Regions from separate parts of the Sus scrofa genome. Here all the other regions are linked to region 1. Evidence: chromatin contacts called from public HiChIP or PLAC-seq data. All regions are on one chromosome and are shown on one strand. The core of a region is the stretch at or near the end of the contact, and the rest is flanking DNA. Distances in the headings are between cores, read along the strand shown.

Region 1 (2,511 bases), core at 5-2,504:
CCTTCTCCCCTCTCTGATCCCCCCAACAGTCCAGGATCAGAAGGAGACTTGAGAACCGGGCCCAGGGGCAGGGTGAGGGCTGGGAGGAAGGAAGCAGTACCTTGCTCAGCCAGGGCAGAATGCAGCCGGAATGGAAGAGGTGATGGCAAGGCATCTCAATGGCAGTCTCCTCCTCCTCAAATTCCAAAAGACACACGGGGCACTTGAGCTCTTGAGGAGGGAGTGCTAATCAGGAGAGCTGCTGCCGGCCCTACCTCCCAGCTCCCATTCCTGAAGGACACTCTTCCCCCAACCTGGCCTGGAAAACTGAAAGAGCCAGACTATAGTCTGGCTTCCAGATGGGGCGGGTCTGGCAGACTTGCCCCAAATGGTGGAAGGAACTAGTGTCCTCACCGGCCTGAGAGCCTCTGATGACCGTCCTAGGGAGGTTCTCAACCACTGTCTTGGCAGCAGGCGGAGGCAGGTGGTGATCCCAATCTACCACCAGCCCCAAGTCTTCGAAGTCCATCCTATTGAAAAGTGACCTGGGAAGAAGGATGCAACATCAGAACCAAAGGAAACCATACTCTCTCTTTGCTCCCGCAATCCACTGGGCATTAATAACATAAACGCTCTGCTCAGTTAGTAGTACTAATAGCTAGCCCTCAGTCCTGTTCGCTAGAGGAAAAGCACAGTGGGCAATGGCTTTGGGCTGCTATCAGACAACCCCAAGCACGCAAGCTGTTTATTTCCACTTTACACATGAAGCAACAACTCAGAAGTTACTCAGGCCACGCAGGAATGACCTAGTAAAGCCTGATTCCAAGTGGCAGTGAGGCTTCCGTGCTTGGGGTTCCGGCTTAGGCTCACAAGGCCCCTACCCAACCCCCCGGGCCCGCCTACTCTAGTACTTCGTAGAGCTCACTGCCCTCTCGCGCCGACTCCCCCTACTTTCCACTCCAGTCTTTTCCAGAATCCCCTTGCCCGGGTCCGTCCACGGACCATCCAAATTCTCGACTTCCCCTCCAATCTCACCACGGAACTAACTCTGCAGATGATTTAGCAGTCCTCCCCGGAACCCGCTGCCCCAGGTGAGCCGCCTTCTCCAGCCAGCTTCAGCCCAGAAGCCTGCTGCGTAGGCCCTCCCTCCCAGCCCGTGCAGCCACCTTGCGAGCTCCAGCAGCATGTTGGTTCGGGCATCCGGCTCGGGGTCCAACGGCTCGCAGTCGTGTTCATCAAAATAGGACGCCATGGCAGCCGGGCTGTCTGACACAGCCCTCATACCCCTGGACCTCAGGCCCCTGGCGCTGGCCAATAAACTGGTAAGTTGAGAGAGAGAGACCAATCAGAGCGCCCGAAAGGCGGGCACAGTGGCTTCTTCCTCATAAAAAGCGGAAGTATGAACTTTATCACGTCTCATTGGCTCGAGTGAATCAGGTGACCAAAGGCTAAAGCCAATGGCAGGGGCCTGGGCTGGTCAAAAACGTTCATCTCTGAGCCCTAAGGTAAATTCCTGGGAGTGACATGTGGATCCGATCCCGGAGCTTTGAAAAGTCATCGGTCTGGCCTCTAGGGGTCCTCCATTCGCTCTGCGTCTCAGAGAGTCTCAGCAGTGCAGATGCTAGAGACTTCTCAGAGAGGGTGGAGCTGGCCAGGGAAAACCCGGAATCAGGGTGCTTCCCGCTGCTCTGCCTTGGCCCCGCCGGGCATTTCTGCAACCCGCTGCTTGCTCTCTGGTTTGTTCAGGACTTGTCGCTTGACTCTTTCCTGACCTCCGCAAAACAAACAAAAATCTTCTGCGCATTTCTTCTGTATTAGACAAAATAATAAAGGGTGATAAATGGTGGGGCAACCTCCCCAGCCTTCCGGGGGATCAGGAGCCTTCCCAGCTCTTGGAATTGTTATGTAACCTTTAGCCCATTGCTCAACTTCTCCCCTAGTTTTGTAAAACTAGAGGCTTGAATTAAATAAGTAGTTTGCATCCCTGGCTACCCATGAGTCTCCTCGAGAGAGAAGAGGAGGAGTTGCAGCTTTAGGAGAAAAACAAAAACTATGTCTGATATTCTCAAAGATTTTGATTTAACTAATCTAGGTCTGGGTGTGATTTTTTTTTTATTTTTTATTTTTTGCTTTGTAGGGTTGCACTCGAGGCATATGGAGGTTCCCAGGTTAGGGGTCAAATTGGAGCTGCAGCTGCCAGCCTACACCGCAACCACAGTAGCGCCAGATCCCAGCAGCATCTGCGACCTACACCACACAGCTCACAGTAATGCTGGATCCTTAACCCACTGAGCGAGGCCAGGGATCAAACCCACAACCTCATGGTTACTAATCGGATTCGTTTCCACTGTGCCACAACAGAAACTCCTGGGTGTGATATTTTTATAAGTTCTACGGGTGATTCTGATGTGAGACAGGGTTGAGAACCACTGCACTAAATGATTTGGATAACAGCTACCATTTATTTGGCATCTAGAATTATAACATTGATAGATATTTTACACATGGTATAAATAATCCTCACAATTGTCC
Region 2 (2,511 bases), core at 4-2,503, 250 kb after region 1:
CAGCAGGGTCCTCAGATGTCGCTCTGTCAGAGCTGTCATTCGTGGAGTGCGGCTCCGTTTTCGACTTGCCAGGGTCAACATTTGTGTTGTTGTTATGGTCGACATTCGTGATATGCTCTTGAGATTTCGATTTGTGAGGGCTGTCATTCGTGGTGTTTGGCTCCAGTTTCGACTTGTCAGGGCTGACTTCCCCGGTGTTTTGTTTCGGAATGGATCTGTCTACTTTGTCTGACTGAGAAGGCAGTTCTGCGGTTACGAGCTTGGAGTCTCCAGTAGACTGACTTACCCTCAGAGTGGGTATTGTGGAGGCTGGCACAGAACTTGACGGCACGGAGTCTGAAACAGAGAAACCAGCTAGCTAAAGAAAGGCAGGCGTGGGAGATCCCGTCCTGGCTCAGTGGTTAACAAATAGGACTAGGAACCATGAGGTTGCGGGTTCGACCCCTGGGCCTAGCTCAGTGGGTTAAGGATCTGGGAGCTGTGGTGTAGGTCGCAGACGCGGCTCGGATCCGTGACTGTGACTGTGACTGTGGCGTAGACCGGCGGCTACAGCTCTGATTAGACCTCTAGCCTGGGAACCTCCGCATGCCGCACCCGCGGCCCTAGAAAAGACAAAAAAAAAAAAAAAAAAAAAAAAAAAAAAGTGAGAGAGGGAGGCAGGCGGGGAGAACGGAATCCTTAGATGGGTTCAACCGGCAAAAAGGGGAGGGGGTGATGGTGAGCGGAAGGATGACGACAGCCGGGCAGGGAGAAAGTAAGGTCAGATTGCCCACCGGTGAGGATGGTGGGCCTGGGGGCGAGAGTGAGATGACGAGAGGCTACTAGAAGGGGGGGGGGGTCTTACCCTCCGCTGCGACGCTCAGCAAGACAAACGCAACCAGGAACCTCATCCTGGACAGACTGCACTTCCGCCCTCTACTGCTGTCGCGAGATGAGCGCGCAGACTCAGTGTTTACCGCTCCGTCCCTTCCGGCTCAAGTCTCTTGCAGCCCCGCCCAGACAGGGGGCGGGGCTTGGGAAAAGGCCAGGGTGCTCCAAGAGAGCCCCGTTTCCTTAGCTCGGTGACGGCGTTTCTCCGTGGCGTGTCTGCTGTCGCCCGTTAAAGGCGTCTCTCTCTTTTTCTGGTTTCTTTGCTTAATAGCAGCCACAGCAAACCGTCACTCTCCCTTTCCTTCTTTGCCCTCCTGATGACGAGACAGTACGGACGAGCAGGAGCTCCCCCGGCGGGTGGACTGCCCCACGGAGTGACGTCGCAGGGGGCCGGGCGCCTCTTGGCCCTATCCTCTGCCCGCAATTCTGCCTTCTACCTTTCTTGTGTTTTTTTGTTTGTTTTTTAGTTTTTTTTCCTGCAGGACACAAACGTGTGGGAATCTGGAAAGAGAAACCTAGCCTGTCACCTTTTAGCGGCAGCCTTCCCGACCCTGCTCCCCTCAGTTCTAGCTCCATGGAACCTGTGCCTTTCGCCATCGCCAAAGCTCTCTCATTAAAAAGTGCATCCTGGGAGTTCCAGTCGTGGCTCAGCGGTAACGAACCCAACTAGTATCCATGAGGATGCGGGTTCCACCCTAGCCTTGCTCAGTGGGTTAAAGATCTGTGAGCTGTGGTGTAGGTCGCAGACTCAGATCCTGCATTGCTGTGGCTGTGGTGTTGACCTGCAGCTGCAGCTCGAATTTGACCCCTAGCTTGGGAACTTCCATAAGCCGTGGGTGAGGGCCCTAAAAAACAAAACAAACATACAAACAAACAGTACATCCTTTTTCTGATGGAAGAACTTAATTATGTTCATTGTAGAAAATTCACTGAATGTGTAGAAGTAGAAAATCTTTGTTCCACCTTTCTGGCATGATCACTACTGTTTTACTGTATGCTTTTTATTTATTTATTTATTTTTTGACCATGCCCCTGGCATGTGGAAATTTCCTAGGCCAGTGATCAAACCTACCACTGCAGTGACTCAAGCCACTGCAGTGACCCAAGCCGCTTCAGTGACAACGCTGGATCCTTAACCCCCTGCACTACAGGGGCGCTCTCATTTTACTGTATTTGTCTTGCAAACATTTAATATTTTTGATTAAGTAATATAGACTGTTGGTTGAAACATCAAAACGGGATTTTTGGAAAAGTAAACAATGGGAAATTCTTGCTTCCTACCTCTCCACATGTTTCCATCTTTTTTTTTTTTTTTAAATACAAATGTACTTATTTTCCCTCTTCTTCTTGTTTACTTTCTCTTCTCATTTCTTTTCTTTTTCTTTTTTTTTTTTTTTTTTTTGTCTTTTTTTTTTTTGCTATTTCTTCGGCCGCTCTCTCGGCATATGGAGGTTCCCAGGCTAGGGGTCTAATTGGAGCCGTAACCACCGGCCTACACCAGAGCCACAGCAACACGGGATCCGAGCCGCGTCTGCAACCTACACCACAGCTCATGGCAACGCCGGATCGTTAAGCCACTGAGCAAGGCCAGGGACCGAACCCGCAACCTTATGGTTCCTAGTCGGATTCGTCAACCACTGC
Region 3 (2,511 bases), core at 4-2,503, 230 kb after region 1:
TCCAAATTCAGTATTTATGCTGCACGCACTTAAATTTTTTAATTAAAAAAATTTTTTTTTTAAATTGAAGTATAAGGAGTTCCCGTTGTGGCTCAGTGGGTTATGAACCCGACAAGCATCCATGAGGATGCAGGTGTGATCCCTGGCTTTGCTCGGTGGGTTAAGCATCTGGCATTACCTTGAGCTGTGGTGTAGGTCAAAGACTCCGCTTGGACCTGGTGTGGCTGTGGCCATGGCCGTGGCCGTGGCCAGCAGGTGGAGTTCCCATTCGACCCCTAGCTTGGGAACTTCCATATGCCGAGGGTAGTGCCCTAAAAAGAAAAAAAAGAAAAAAATTGAAGTATACTTGATTTACAGTGTTGTGTTAGTTTCTGGTGAACAGCACAGTAATTCAGATATATATATATATATATATATATATATATATATACACACACACATATATATACATACAGTATATTTTTATATCTGTACATATGTGTATTTATGTATACATATATGTGTGTATATGTTACTTTTCAGATCCTTTCCCATTATACGTTATTACAAAATATTGAACATAGTTTCCTGGGCTATACAGAAAGCCCTTGTTGTTTATGTTACGGTACATAGCATAGGTTAAAGTACATTCCCTTTAGGCAAGGAGCTACATTAAGGGGAATGATTTTAAGTTTAAGCTTGCTAGAGCTTAAACCCTCTAACTGTTTAATCTAGAAATTGGATCCACACCTTAAATATAAGGATTGGAAGTTACAAAGTTGCACCTACCTAAGGCAGTCTTTTCATCAGGCTTGTCACTGAAGGCTCCCCGCCCTCTCCAGCCCCCACCAGAAGCAACGCCAATCCCAAGAGAGCGCCGCGGCCAAAGCTGTCGCTTAATTGGGCGGAACAGAGCCGGGTGCTCGCCAGCTGCGGTGAACGGATCTCAAATAAGATCTCAATCCACTGAGACACCCAGACAGGGGCTGCAAAGGGACTCCAGACAAAAACTTTCTCACTGCTCGGTGGGGAAAATAGGAAACCAACTTGCCTCAGGTCATCCAGCGAGTTCTCAGCACAACCCAGGTCTCCTGTCTGCTAGTCGGGAGCCTCTCACTGTCCTGCAACGCTCAGCCTTACCTCCGCCCAGGAAGATCATTTCCACCCTACATTCCTCCTCCTCCTCCTCCGACCCTCGGGGCGGCCGGGCGGGTCCCCGAGTTCCCAGCGTTTTCGCAATTGGGGTCCGCAGCCCCGCTGCCCCCCACCTCCGCGCATGCGCACGGCCCTCCGCACAGCAGGCGAAGGAAGTACGAGGAGCGGGGAGGGTCAATCTGCGCTGGAGACTTGGTCTCTGGCCAAAAGATCTGGGCGCATCAGCGGCCAAAGCTATTTCCGCCTACTCTGTGGGGCAACAGGCTAATTGGGCAGAGCCGCGGCCGCAGTCGGAGCAGACGGGTTCCCCACACCTGAAGCCGGCGCGATGTGGCTGTCGCTGCTGCTGCTGGCTGCGCTGCTGCTGGCCGTCCTCGGCCAAGTTTACAAGTGGCTGTTTGCAGGCAGCTCTCCGAACCCCTTCTCCGAGGACGTTAAGAGGCCACCCGCACCCCTCGTGACGGACAAGGAAGCCAGGAAGAAGGTTCTCAAACAAGGTCAGCTGGAGGGATCCCCGGGGTCCGAGGCTGCGCCCGCACTTCCTTGCGGGTTAGTGTTCCTATTTCCGCAGGGCCAGCCGCTGCGCGACCCCGGCGTTAGTTTCCCGAGATTTAAGTGCGGGGAGGGCTTTGTTGCAGGTGGAGGCGCCTGCTTTAGTGTGCATATCCACCACCTGCGAGAGCCTTCACCCCCGCAGACTTGTGGAATCGTGGTCTCAAGGCGCGGGCACTGACCTCGGCGAACCAGTCTTGGCATAGCCACATGCAGGGCCAGCCACTTAGTATAGCCGTGGTTAGGCACGGCTAAACAAGAGAGAAGACCTTTTCCCCCACTTGGCTTGAAGACCTTAATTTTTTTCACTTGGCTTCCAACATGAGTTCCAGGACGTGGGAGAGTGGCCCAGAAACCTTTATAGGAACTTGCATTTGGCCCGTCAAGTGATTTGATTGGCTCTCATGTGATGAACCAGGGTTCAACGGGGTGCCTTCAGGCTTTGAGCTGCCCTTGACCAGAGGACCTGCACTGTTATGTTCAAAAAGTATTTGAGGGTTTCACACAAACACACGCTAAAAAAGGAGTTCCTGTCGTGGCTTGGCAGTTAATGAACCCAACTAGTATCTGCGAGGACACAGGTTCAATCCCTGGCCTCGCTCGGTGGGTTAAGGACCTGGCATTGCCCTGAGTTGTGGTGTAGGTTGCAGATGCGGCTCTGATTCACCCCCTAGCCTGGGAACCTCCATATACCTCGGGTGCAGCCTCTAAAGACAAAAGACGATAAAAAAAAAAGTATTTGAGGGTTTCTACTAGGGCTTAAAGAAAGAATTCTGCTGCTTAAAAAAAAAGAAAGAAAATGAGATGACTAGTTTCAACTGTTTT

The links. HiChIP or PLAC-seq counts read pairs in DNA pulled down with a chosen protein or histone mark.
Region 2: a contact with region 1 is called in an H3K27ac HiChIP or PLAC-seq map of alveolar macrophages. The contact joins the promoter of TGOLN2 here to the promoter of RNF181 in region 1. A contact is called at or near these places in 1 of 5 promoter capture datasets (liver) and 1 of 2 datasets of contacts at active chromatin or transcription factors (alveolar macrophages).
Region 3: an H3K27ac HiChIP or PLAC-seq map of alveolar macrophages shows a contact between it and region 1. The contact joins the promoter of RETSAT here to the promoter of RNF181 in region 1. A contact is called at or near these places in 1 of 47 Hi-C or Micro-C datasets (heart right ventricle) and 1 of 2 datasets of contacts at active chromatin or transcription factors (alveolar macrophages).

What each region holds. Positions count from the first base shown.
Region 1 is chr3:59,172,961-59,175,471 of Sscrofa11.1, forward strand. RNF181 (ring finger protein 181) reads right to left here and starts at 1,255. Exons shown (of 6, transcript NM_001243378.1): 1 at 1,146-1,255; 2 at 394-524; 3 at 101-210. The coding sequence starts at 1,231.
Region 2 is chr3:59,425,537-59,428,047 of Sscrofa11.1, forward strand. It overlaps TGOLN2 (a long non-coding RNA gene), which reads right to left and starts at 1,254. Exons shown (of 4, transcript XR_298231.3): 1 at 845-1,254; 2 at 1-336.
Region 3 is chr3:59,399,908-59,402,418 of Sscrofa11.1, forward strand. It overlaps RETSAT (all-trans-retinol 13,14-reductase), which reads left to right and starts at 1,254. Exons shown (of 11, transcript XM_003124944.4): 1 at 1,254-1,631. The coding sequence starts at 1,463. It overlaps ELMOD3 (ELMO domain-containing protein 3), which reads right to left and starts at 1,286. Exons shown (of 13, transcript XM_005655213.2): 1 at 1,031-1,286.